2 separate regions of the Xenopus laevis genome follow, and region 2 is linked to region 1. A link is a contact called in public Hi-C data. All regions are on one chromosome and are shown on one strand. The core of a region is the stretch at or near the end of the contact, and the rest is flanking DNA. Distances in the headings are between cores, read along the strand shown.

What was found. Hi-C and Micro-C count contacts between places; a contact is called where the count stands out from the background.
Region 2: a contact with region 1 is called in a Hi-C map of the XL177 cell line, with 4 times the contacts expected there. A contact is called at or near these places in 2 of 4 Hi-C or Micro-C datasets (the XL177 cell line and animal cap).

The regions. Positions count from the first base shown.
Region 1 is chr3L:69,271,192-69,277,921 of Xenopus_laevis_v10.1, reverse strand. No RefSeq gene overlaps it. Among protein-coding and RNA genes, the nearest start is that of pawr.L, 62 kb to the left of the region's middle.
Region 2 is chr3L:69,476,266-69,483,593 of Xenopus_laevis_v10.1, reverse strand. No RefSeq gene overlaps it. Among protein-coding and RNA genes, the nearest start is that of ppp1r12a.L, 43 kb to the right of the region's middle.

The DNA of each region.
Region 1 (6,730 bases), core at 3,477-5,976:
ATTCAAATCAATGCATGGTTGGTAGCAGGGTCAGACTGGGGGGCCCGGGGCCCACCGGGACTAATGTCCAGGGCACCCTCCGGCCCCCCTACTATGACGTGCTGAGTGCCCATGCATGAAGGTGTCTGTGTGAAGGTGCCGCTCGGTGCTCCTGAATGAATAGGTGCCATGTGCATGTGCAGATGGTGCTGCCTGGCGCCTAAAACTTTTTTTTTTGCCGATCAGGAGAAGGGACCAGCACGACACTGATTGGTAGGGTAAGTTGGACCCTAGTTACCAGATTGTTTATAATGAAAATATAAGAGCAGCTGAATAAAAAGCTTAATAACTCAAAAACTTTAAGTAATACACAATGAAAGTGTAAGTTGGACCCTAGTTACCAGATTGTTTATAATGTGAATATAAATGAGCAGCTGAATAAAAAGCTTAATAACTCAAAAACTTTAAATAATACACAATGAAAACCAATTGCAAAATGTCAAAAAATCATTTTCTACATCATACTAAAAGTTAACTCAAAGGTGAACAACCCCTTTAAGGTGACCTCATCAGAAACTGCCCTAACACTGGCTGGCCTATATAAAGTTGTTGGAACAAGAAGATTTCTACCTACGCGTTTCTCTAAGGTAACTGTCGTCAGGCCCTTATTGCCATCAGTTCTCCAAAAAGGATTGGGCCAACTACTCACTTCCTTCTATGTTCTTATAAAATACCCTTACCAAATGATATCTACCCCTTATAAATGTCTCTATTACGCTTCTGAACCTTGGGTCCCAACATGTTGCTGAAGTACAACTTCCAGCATGATTTTCCCTAAAAATTAGGTTGAAAAATACAGGGTAGTTCAATAACATTTGAGGATTCCAGTCTAAGAAAGAGGACTATATAATTAGTACAAATAAACTAGAAAATGATACTTTTAATCTTCCCGTGTTCCTCAGAACCTGAGTTCTAATGACTTCTGTGTAGCACCAAAACTTTTAGCTACAAAAAGAGTTGTTTTGCAGAGAAAAGATAATACATTTTAATAAATCAAAAACGAATTGTGTTGCATGTCAGTACTCTTAGTAATCATTTGTACTGCTGAAATCTTTATACTAATGCATGCAGAAATAAAATCATTCACTGCAGTAGCTCTTGGAAATCTGTGTTTAGGGAACACTTTGGAGGTCTATTAAAAATTGAAATGACATTTATCAGCTTGGTGCACATCCATTCTTGTGCAAAATCAATATGTTATTTAGCATGCTGAGTAAAATCATGCATCTATTTATAGAGTAATCCTTCTCTTAATGGATGTTAGATGCACAGACCCTCAATTCTCATGGAATTACAAAAACTCTTTAGCATTCCTGCCACATATTTCTTTGGCTAGTCGATTATGTTTTGTAAATACTTACATAGTAACATAGTAAGTAAGGTTGAAAAAAGACACACGTCCATCAAGTTCAACCTTTTAGTTTTTTTTTTAATCTGCCTAACTGCCAGTTGATCCAGAGAAAGGCAAAAAAAAAATACATCTGAAGCCACATCAATTTGCCTCAGAGGGGGAAAAATTCCTTCCTGACTCCAAAATGGCAATCGGACTAGTCCCTGGATCAACTTGTACTATGAGCTATCTCCCATAACCCTGTATTCCCTCACTTGCTAAAAAGCCATCCAACCCCTTCTTAAAGCTATCTAATGTATCAGCCTGTACAACTGATTCAGGGAGAGAATTCCACATCTTCACAGCTCTCACTGTAAAAAACCCCTTCCGAATATTTAGGCGGAACCTCTTTTCTTCTAATCGGAATGGTTGACCTCGTGTCAGCTGGAAAGACCTACTGGTAAATAAAGCATTAGAGAGATTATGATATGATCCCCTTATATATTTATACATAGTCATCATATCACCCCTTAAGCGCCTCTTCTCCAGCGTGAACATCCCCAATTTGGCCAGTCTTTCCTCATAGCAAAGATTTTCAATACCTTTTACCAGCTTAGTTGCCCTTCTCTGCACCCTCTCTAATTCAATAATGTCCTGTTTGAGTGATGGAGAACAGAACTGCACGGCATATTCTAGATGGGGCCTTACAAGTGCTCTATACAGTGGAAGAATGACCCCCTCCTCCCGTGACTCTTTGCCCCTTTTAATACAGCTCAAGACCTTATTTGCCCTTGATGCTGCCGACTGGCATTGCTTGCTACAGCCAAGTTTATCATCTACAAGGACTCCAAGGTCCTTTTCCATAATGGATTTGCCTAGTGCAGTCCCATTAAGGGTATAAGTGGCTTGGATATTTTTACATCCCAGGTGCATGACTTTACATTTATCAACATTGAATATCATTTGCCACTTAGCTTCCCAGATTGCCAGTTTGTCAAGATCGTGTTGCAAGGATGCCACATACTGGATGGAATTAATTGGGCTGGATAATTTTGTGTCATCTGCAAACACTGATACATTACTTACAACACCCTCCCCTAAGTCATTCATGAACAAGTTTAAGAAAAGTGGACCCAATACCGAGCCCTGAGGGACCCCACTAAGAAACTTACTCCAAGTAGAGAATGTACCATTAACAACCACCCTCTGTTCCCGATCCTGTAGCCAGTTTCCTATCCATGTGCAAACGACTTCATTGTATTCCTCACTAGCTTTATAGGAAAAACATTCTAACCTGAAAATAATCCTCTATTTTCTACTTTATTAGTTACTTCCATGGCTGAGTTAACATCTGAAGATAAGGCAGGGGATTATTTGCTGAATTCGATCAGCAGTATAGCTCCCTCACAGCTTCAGGGCTTCTTTCTGACATATAAACCCCATGACACAAGGCTGTGAAATTTCATAATCTGCATTTCCCTAAGTAAAGTTTAAATGTTAACCTTTTCTGTGTGCTTGTGTGCTTTCATCTGGGAGTAGTGTGTCTTTTCATTTTAGGCAGACTTGTGAATTTGTGTCTGAATAAAAAAAAAATCTTTAATTAAAAGGAAGCATTGCTTCTGCATTCCTGATCCTGTTCAAGAATTCTGATTTATATTACGTTTGCATTCCACATGTCAAACACTATATTCCTGCATGAACTTGCTGCTTTAAACCATTTTGTACACGGTATGCAGTAGGCTACATTCATCCTTCAAAGACTATAGAATTGTATGTAACATTTGTAACAATATGCCACTAATTAAATTACCCATAAAAAGGTACAATATAGTTTAGTACAGGTATAGGATCCGTTATCTGGAATCCCATTATCCAGAAAGCTCTGAATTATGGAAAGGCTGTCTCCCATAGACTCCATTTTATCTAAATAATCCAAATTTTTAAAATGGATTTCCTTTTTCTCTGTAATAATAAAACAGTAGCTTGTACTTGATCCAAACTAAGATATAATGAATCCCTACTTGAAGCAAAACCAGCCTATTGGGTTTATGTAATGTTTACATGATTTTCAAGTAGTCTTAGGTATGAAGATCCAAATTAAGAAAAGATGCATTATTGGGAAAACCCTAGGTCCTGAGCATTCTGGATAACAGGTCCCATACCTGTATTAGTTATACCACATCCTAAAGTACCACCTAGTCCTCATTGTATTATTAGAAAATTTTACGGTGTAGACTTGAGCAACGACTAGTGATGGGCGAATTTATTCGCCAGGCGCGAATTCGCGGCGAATTTGCGCGATTCGCCGCCAGCGAATAAATTCGCAAAACTCCCGCGAAAATTCGCGGAAAAAATTCGCCGGCGTCAAATTTTTTTTTTTTAGAAAAACGGACGCCGGCGTCAAAAACGGGCGCCGGCGTCGGAAAAATGGGCGCCGGCGTCAAAAACGGGCGCCGGCGTAAAAAACGAGACGCCGGCGCCGTTTCGCGAATTTTTCGCCGTTTCACGAATTTCGCGCGAAATTCGCGAATTTTTCAGCGAAGCGAAACGCCGCAAATTCGCCCATCACTAGCAACGACTGCAGGTATCAGAAAACATTATCATATGTAAAATCAAAAGCCTAGAACCTAAGGACCATCTTGATAAACATATGAGTAATTTACTGATGTTAGACATGTTAAGAGGACTACAAGGGGAAGGACCATTTTTTTTTTTTAAACACATCAATTAATAGTGCTGCTCCAGCTGAATCCGGCACTGAAATCCACTTTTTAAAAGAGCAAACAGATTTTTTTTCATATTTAAAAGGGAACTATCATGAAAATGAAAATTTTATATAAGCTTCATCATACTGAAATAAGAACACTCTAAATTCAATCAATTAAATATTCTGCATTGTTTCTGAAATCATCAAGATTATAATCACTATTCCTCTCTCAGCATCTGTTTCTCTTCATTCTGTCTTCATGCAGCAGTTGGGTGTCAGATATTCATTGGCAGTTAGATCCAATATATCTTATAGAGGGGCTTCCTTTCCTAGCAGATATATTAGAGCTCAAATAACTGATTTCAGTACAAACAAAATCTAACAAAATAACTGCCTTTTGCAAAAATTCTGCATGTAGAGAGACAGGAGTTCGGATGATATTTATTTAATACAATAGATTGGTGTTCCTATTCCTTTAAGCAATGTCACTCACACTGAATATGACACTTTGGTGTCTGGGCTTTTTAGCTTTATTGAGAGCATTTTGGGTTCAAAAGAGCCAGAGGTGTAACTACAGATGAAACAGACCCTGTGACTGCAGTACAGCCCCAGTAAGGAGGTATAAGGGGCCCCATGAGGCCCATATAAAGAGTAATTTCAACATATATTGATAAAACAGGACAACCTCTGGATATGTTGGGGATGGGGGGCCTACATTTAATTTGCTTTGGAGCCCAGTAACATCTAATTATACCACTGAAAAGAACACGTGCCTTTGTGCCTCTGTGGCATGCAGGTGCATGTGCTTTTTTAGCCACCAGAACAACACAAGCCTTAAATGCTGTTTTTCCCCCGTTATTATATTGGTGTAAGGGGTCCAGCCTGCTAGGGTTTACATAGGACGGCAATAGGACATTAACAAGAACACAGAAAAATTAACATTATACAGAAATGTGTTACTCCTGCTTAGTAAAAGAGTCTATGTACCTTGAATGTCTCTTCTCATACGTGACTTCCCAAACTGCACATCTTTTTCCTTAATGATCGACGCTTGGAGTTCAGAAGATCAACTGTTCACAGCTGTTTTATTTCTCGCAGTCTTTGCTGACTTCACACAAAATAAAATATGGATTTATTCCTTTGGCAAGAATTGAAGCTTCACCTTATGATGACTGGAATGTTAATTACAAATGTTTATTAATTGTTTATCTCAGCTTCAAATTCCATTCCATTTCCTATGCTGACAGCTTTCCCCTCAGGTACTGAAAGCTATGGAATGCTAATTGTTAAATAGAAAGAGCACATTTTCAATATTTACTGTTTAGTTCAACATGCTGGATGCTCCTCACAGAATATTAGGGAAAATGTCATTATTCCATGCAGTGCTGTTTTAATAAACAGGCAATAGGGCTTTTGTCCAGGGCCAAACCAATCAGAGGACCTACCAGCAGACCTTATCTACTGCACCTTTTGACCCCTTATTTTCATCCACTGGAAGAGTTATACAACACAACTATTTATTTCCAGTTTTCCCGAAGTCCTCACAATGAAATATATATTTGCTTTGGTAACTATATGACAAATGGAGACCATACTTCATACGAACATGTAATGCTATTTCTGTAGAAATCGTATTCCTCCATCTCCCAAAGTTAATATTAACTTATTTCCCCAGACACAGTTGATCCCCCTCTGACCATTAGTGATGTCACTTCTGGTTTGTGTGGGTCCCGGGTCGGGCTAAAGTTTAAGGCAGTGCAGGAAGGTTCTGGCAGTGGGGACAAGGCAATCAGTAGTGGGCCAGTGGGTCCAAGTCAAGTTCTGACTTAGCAATTTTGGGTTGGGCACAGGGTTGCCCAACTGGGCCTGCGCAGGACTCGGATGGCTTGAGAACAGATTATGAACAGATTAGGAAAGAGACGAAGTAAGATTAGGACAGATCCCCATTTAAGTGGGAAGACCAGGGGCTTAATTTAATGGTTTTACAAATTTACTGGCAACTATATATATCAGTAATGGGGTTTACCTAGCCATTAAAACACTTGCCAAGGCCGGAGCTGGAATTACAAATATACCCCCATATGTAACATAAGGCACTTAAAGTTTGCCCAGGGGCAGAAAGCCATAGCAACCAATCAGCAGGTAGCATTTAGTAGTCATCTGTTTAAATGCAAGAATCATATTGGTTGTCATGGTTTACTGCTCCTAAGTAAACTTAGTGCCTTATATTACATATGGGGGTAAATTTGTAATTCCAGCCACGTCCTTGGCAGGTGTTTTACTGGCTAGGCTGCTAAACTACCAAGCAGATGGCAATCCTACTTCTGGTGTAGTAATGGGTGAATCTGTTCCGTTTTACTTCACTGAAAAATTTGTAGAACGGCAAAAATTTGCTAAATGCTTTGAAGTCAATGTGTGTTTTTTGCAGCAACTTTTCCAAGCCTCACAACTTTTTTTGTGGTGACTTTTTTGAGCACACAATACATTGTAGTCTATTTGGTGGTGAAAAATGTTGTTCATCACTATTCCAGTGCATTAAATGTAAGGTAGTCTGAGTCTTTACTTTTTGGCTGTACAGCCTGGGGCCTAGGTGGTGGAAAGATCATGTTGTGATGCAGGAAACTCTCTCATGTATTAATGGTAAGCACAACTAT
Region 2 (7,328 bases), core at 3,329-5,828, 210 kb before region 1:
TTTTTTAAAGGGATGTGCATCTCCACAAAGTTAATACAACTGCCATTTTCCCCTGTTTTCTAACCAGCAGGTGTTTTTTGGTTACCACAACATCAGATCCATTTCCAACTCTTGTTCTAAACAAGAAAGCTTCATACTGGGTATGGGAATCAGCAGGCCTGGATTTCGCTCTTCGGTACCCCTTGGCCTCATGGTCCTAGCGCCCACCTCCCCTCTCCCCGTGCATATACGGTGGGTGCTGTGAGTCCCCAATGTTCCTTAGAATGCAGCCGGGTAACATGCCACCCCTGAAATTTTGCTGCCCTAGACCCAGGCCTTTGTGACTTCAGCACAAATACAGGCCTGGGAATCAGCTGTCTTTTCTACTAACTCCTGAGAACATTTAATACAGACATTTGTTTTTATGATAAATATTACATTTACTATTTCTAATTTGTATTAATCGCTTTGGAGTTTGCTCTGTGTTATACTTTATAGTACAGAACAGTGTGACAGATAGATAAAGCAACACCAGCTAAAATAGTGCTGAAATAAAACTTTCTATTCCCTTTGCTGTCTAATCTGTATGACAAACAGAGCTAAAATTAAACTCAGACAGCCCTTGGGGATTTCTTGACCTTTGTGTGAGTGGCTGGCTCTGTGAAATTCCAGTCTGTAAGGTGTCTAGGAAAGAAGACTAAAGATCCCCTAGGTCACAAGCACTAACAGGGAACAGTATCACGTACCTGCTTTAGTGAAATCCATAGCTTTATCTAGGGAACCTGAATTAGCTGTACATGTCTTTAGGTGAATATTCATATTTCTAGTAGATACAGGAGTTTTTGTCTAAATATCTAAACTGACTCGTTAGTAATCTGTCTTAATACACAATAATCATCCCTTGGAACATAAATACAGGTTGGTATAAAGGTGCCATTGCTTAGGATAATATGTGTTGATGGTATGTACACCTTTCACTATACATTCATTTTAGTATGTGGCTTAATGCTTCTAGCTTAGCAGGATACCCAAGAGTTCCCAGTTATTAGCACAACAGTCACCTAAGCCCTCTAGGCATTGGGACCTACCAAATACTGATGCAGAAATGATGCAAAACCCCCTCAAACAGCTACAACTGCTTCTGACCTGTGTGCTATCAGGCAGAATACAAAGTGCACATTGTCCATCACATTCCTTCTGGAACTAATAGAAGAGAAATTCCTTTAAAGCTCCAGACAGAATGATGGGCCACATATTGGGCCCTCGGGCCAAACAATCAGATTACAGTGATTGGGAAAATGGGCATTAGGAACCGCATCAATGATCTAAGGCTGTCATCACCCAGATGATCAGGCTGATCCATATCCGCCCAATTTTCAGGCAGATATCAGTCATGTAGGCCTATCTGAGTGCCCCATACATGGATAGATAAGCTGTTGACTTGGAATAAAGGAGCCGAATCCGTAGCTAAAATCTGCCCATTTATGGCCGCCTTATGTGTGTGCAAGCTGCCTGCCTCTAGGTCAGTCGCTGGGACAACCAAGGTGGAGATGAATGTAGCCTGCCTGTGATGGAAGGAGGGGGTCTTGCTGAAAAATATGGCTGTAGGCTGCTTCCTTTGCTGATGAGCTGTCTGAATGAAATCTCTTCCCAAAGGATAATGTAATTGTGGGTAGTACGTACCACATCTGTTTTATTGATAATCTCATCCCACCATAAAGGAGAATATATATAAATTATTATTGGGCTGGCATCATATTCCCGTAATCCCAAATGACTCCATAAACTCTTCCCCAATACCACAACTCTGATGTGCTGGAGAAACAAGAGGGCTCCATACTATATATCTTTTGGGAGAAGGTTCAGAGAAGGTTGGAGAGATTGCTTACAAAGCTAGAATTGGGTAAGCTGGAGGGAGTTGTGCTTTTGGAAAAACTGACATAGCATAGGGTCTCAGTCTCAGATACATCGGGTTCCCTCTGTCTCCAATAGTTCAGTATATGATTTAAGCTTACCTCTCAAAGATAGCACCACTGAGTTCACTTACCTTGCTCTCTATAAAACCACTGCCTGCTTGCTAGGTTCAACTAAACCCTAGCAACCAGATAGCTGCTGAAATTCTCTAACTGTGGAGCTGCTGAATAAAAAGCGAAATAATTAAAAAATCACAATAAATAATAAAACATAAAGACCGATTGGTTTATAGTATATATCATGTACAGGGCCAGATTTACATAGCGGGCGCCCCTAGGCCTGCTGTCGTTCATCGCCCCCTCCATTCGCGCAAATTTTCGAGAAATTGGGATTGGCGCAAGGGAAATTTAAAAAAGCTATTGTTTCTCCTGCGCATCCCCAGTATTTCTAAACCAATATGGGTGTGGTTGGGCAACATGCCGCTCCCTAAAATCCTGCAACCCTAGGCCCGGGCCTTGGTGGCCTTTCCACAAATCCAGGCCTGATCATGTATTGATAGCAACACCAATTAAGCTGAACTTATGTACTAAGCAAGCCTTCCACCTATCACTTGTTCACACTAACAAGTTTGCTGCAAATTAAAAAATCCCTTTGTCTGATTTTCTTACGATCAACAGGCAGCAACGTTGCAACAATATTTAGCTTCAGCATTTTCTATCAGCACCAATCACAGAAGAATCATATTAAAATAAATAATTAAATACCCCAGTGTTAGCTTTATAGAATACTAAGAACCAATGGAGAAATTGAATGTAAATTATGCTGGTGTATCCATGTATATTATTATTGGGAGTATCATTCTTTTGAACTTAGTTGAGTATGGATTAATAATGTTCTGACGGCCTTTTGTTTGCTATGGAGGTTGCACGTTGGGATAAAGGAACAGAATAGGCTGAACAGCTGAATATTTGTAATGCTTTATATATATATATAGCCAATTTAATGAATCTTGTGAGGTCAGAATAGACTAGACATATGGAAACATTCTTCAGTATTTTTGTATGGAGCTTTAAATATCAAGGTTTCCTGCAGCCATGACTAATTATTGCAAAAAAAAAATCTAAACATATCAGGTCTGTGACCAATTTAACAGCAGCACTTCAAAGTAAGCAATAAACAGCCAGTCATGTGCATTTGCTACAGGCAGCCGTACAATCATTCATTTAACTCTGCCCTACCATTTTTACACATTCTTTTTTTTCCCTAATGAAAGAAAATACAATTTCCAATATACATATGTTCAAAGTTATTTGTAATGTAGTTGCCAGTCACGGTAGTTTCCTATACAGTATGGGACCTGTTATCCAGAATGCTTGGGACCTGGAGTTTTCCGGATAAGGAATCTTTTCATAATTTGGATCCCCATGCTTTAAGTATACTAAAAAAAAAATCAGCTACACCCAATAGGCTGGTTTTGCCACCAGTAAGGATTAATTATATCTAATTTAGGATCAGGTACAAGGTGCTGTTTTATTATTACAAATAAAAAGGAAATCATTTTGAAAATGTAAATTATTTAATTAAAATGAAGTCTATAGGAGATGGCCTTACTGTAATTCAGAGCTTTCTGGATAATGGATCACAATGGATAATGGATCCCATACCTGTATTGATATGGATGCATAGGTAATGTTAGGGCCTTATGTATTTGCAGCTTTTTGCAAGGAGGTGGGGTTGTCTGCATGTATTGCTATTGTTTAAGGGCAAGTTACAGAACACAGGCATATTTTCCAAAGATCCAGTATAGAGAAAGAGAGAAATACCATGTGCTGCATTTCCACACTATCCCCCTTTAATCTCTGTATCATTATTCTGTACCCATGCCTCCTCCTTTTTCACTGTTTCAAACATTCACTGTCAAATGAATCATTTAATTTGTTCTGCAAGTGGGTGGAAACCTGCTGTGCTCTCGCCCACTCACTCCCTTCTGTACAACACTGAGACATGTCTTGTACCTGCCCTGGAAAATACTGAATAGTACATATGAGGCATTTCTGTAGTGCATGGGCTCATTTTCTATCAGTTTGTGAGTATAAATGCTTGTAGAGGGTTAGTGTCGATATGAGAGTATAAATATAATGTGCCCCATGTATACACTGACAAAGACCTCAGAAGGGTCCCGGCAGGGAGACAGAGATACTGTGCCATGGAGGATTAAAACATTTCTTATGCATAGCTAATTAACAGTAAGTGTCACAAAGCTGACTGAGAATCTTTTGCACACACGTAGAGATCCGCTCATTTGGCGAATTTTGCTAAACGAGCGGATTTCCCCCCAGTATGCCCACATTGAGGTGGGCGATATTGGGCTGATTCAATCGTGGGCCCTAGGACCCAACTATCATAAGATTATAATGTAGGCAAAATGGGTGGTTGGATCACGGGACTGAATCAACAAACAGATGCGGCCGACGGAATTTTTAACCCTGCCGGAACGACTTTCGGACAGATATTGATCAAGGAAGCCCGTCGGAGGCCCCACACATGGGCCGATAACCTACCAACTCATTTTATCAGCCCGTTTATGGCCAACTTAACTCAGACCCACTGTCTCAGTCTTGGTATGAGCCCAGAGGCTACCATTAACTGCTCTGCTCAGATATGTGCATTTAAATAGAACAGTCACTGCACATAACTCACCTGACCTGTGTAACTCTGGCCACACCTTCGTACTATAGAGATACCCCTGGAGTGGATTGTTCTAAAGTCATTGTTTTAACTTCTGGATAACATACTGTGATGTTAAATATGTTACTTTTGTTGTTGGACTAGAGGAAAGTCCACCTATTCAATATCCTGAGACACATATTGAGTAGTTCTTTGTGCCCACCTTAGTACTCCAAGGGGCAGATTCCCTTAAGGGCTAATTGACTAACGTTAGCGAAAATTCGACAGCGTGATGTCATTTCGGAGTTTTGCAGATTTCCTAATGGGCGCAGGTGTAACTTTGCTAGCGAAGGAGATAGAGGCTAGCGTTGCTTCACACTCTAATGCCAGGTGAATTTTCGCTCTGGCGAACGGACGTAACTACGCAAGATGCGGATTTTACTGAACGTTACCTCATTCGCCAGACTTGCCTTTCGCCAGCTCAGACCAGGTGAAATGCAATGGAGTGGATAGGACTTCCTCAATTTTTAGTGCAATGTTTTTCTCAGGCCCAAAAAATCTGGTGTTGCTTGCAAAGGTCCGTAAAAATTTTTTTTGGGTAACCAGGTTACCCCCCTCCAACATATAGAGCATAAACTATACACTGGGCTCATGTGTAGGGCATTATAACAACTATATTTTCTTTATTAAGGTTCCCTGGGCTTGTGTAATGTAATGTATTTGCTGCAACATATACGTCCATTTAACTTTATGTATGCAAATTAGGCAACACTAGCGCATCTTCGCTTTGATTGCGAAGTAACGCTAGCGAAAATTCGCCAGCGTTCGTTGCCCTGGACGCAACTTTGCACTTTAGTGAATTGGCGTTGTCCTAGCGAATTTACACCTGGTGAAGTGTTGCGATTGCTGCAAAGCTGTCGCTGGCAAATTTTCGCTGGTTAGGGAATTTGCACCCAAGTGTCTAATAAGGAATTTCAAGAAAAAATACCCAAACCTGAGTTAACAGCTTGCTAACTAGGAAAAAAAGCTGTGGTGAGAACATACCGTATGTGGAAAGATGCAGCCTATGAAACCTTCTTGTGGAATGTCCACATATTAATTTTTCCTTTGGAGGAATGACAACAATAAGGTTTTGGACAGACTTTGGTAGATTCTGGACAGGTTTTAGTAGATTCTGGTTTAGGAATTCTGCTTTAAGAGAACATTGCTTCTTTAATTATTTGCTACAAAACCCAACTGAATATTAAACACATTCAGGGAAATATAAATACACACAACAAGTGTCCCACACACAAGTGGGAGAAGCCACCTACATACCACCAAACAATATACCTGCTCTTTTCTCACTAGGCCAAGATTAGAATCATTCTCCCCAGCTTCACTGTGGCTAAATATAAAGATGAACTTTCAATATCTTGCGCTTTCCTCCAAAGATGTTTCCTGTAAGGCACTGGTTTTCAGAGACTCATAAGCAGAGATGAAGACACTGGGACAAAGGATTAAGAATGGCAGACAATGATATTGTGTTATGATTCCCCAAAAGCAAAGGGAACTTGCATTACTTGCTAAAAGAGAAATTGTATGTTTGCAGTTTTGCCATTCACATACTAATAGACGCACTCAGCCAATAGTATGACCTATTAAATACAGTAGGGGGATGGGCTTTTTTAGAGTGCCTCAACAGGGACACACTCCAAATATATGTGACCGGTGCTAAGCTGTCTCAAAAGATTATTTTCAATAGGCAACACAATCAAACTATTCTGGAAAGCTAAAGAGGTTCAACCCCATAACTACATTTCAGAGGCTCTGAAACCTAATGTGTTGTTTGACAAAAAATACAAAATTACAAGATTTGAAATAACTGTCCATTTTTTTCATTTTTTTGAAGTCGGTGACTCTTTTTGAGTAAAATACAAGGGAGTCAATGGGTGTTGTGTTTTTCTGTGGCGAATAAATTCCTGGATAAATTCCATCATTAATCGTGAAATTCTGATGTGAAGATGAAAGTAGATATGAAGTCCAAAAATGAATAGCACCACCAAAATGTTTTATTTGTAAGCTTTTACATGATTGGGGGAGAGTTATCAGAGGATTTTTCTCCTTCACTTCATTTCAACTGCCAATGGTGTCTTTTTCTCTAGGTCAAATTTTTATCGCATTCATAAAAACAACTTTTTTTCGACAACATTTTTATGGTATTTAGAAAAAATATTTTCCAAGTTTCATCATTGATCTTTGCAATAAATTTTCACCATGCCCAAAATAGATGCCTATGAAAAATAATTAATGCCTGTCAACAATCTCAAGCGTTTAACACTGGATCTTACTAATTGACACTTGGAAATACCTTTAAAAAAAGAAGGCAACCTTCCCACCCCACTGAGTCTATATCCATATGTCATGATGCCAGTTTGTCTAGATGAAGCCTCAGTCACATTCAGTCACAGAGAACCATGGTCAGAGTCCTTAGTCCCCCAGCAACTACACAGTTTCATACCTTGACATCACTGTCATTTAAAGTAAGACTTAAGAGCCCACCCAGGTAGATGGAGAATTGTATTTTGATTACTGAGAGGGATTCCTTATTGCTACATTTAAAAGTCCAAGCAGACCAGTCAAAGGCCAACTGATAATACTGTGATTAGAAACATCAGAATAACAGAAAAACCAAGGCCTAAAACAAACCAAAACATGGCAGTTGAGCATTTGCAATACTGTATTAGGTTATATATCAGACTTATTCCACTGTGCTAGGAGGTCCCACA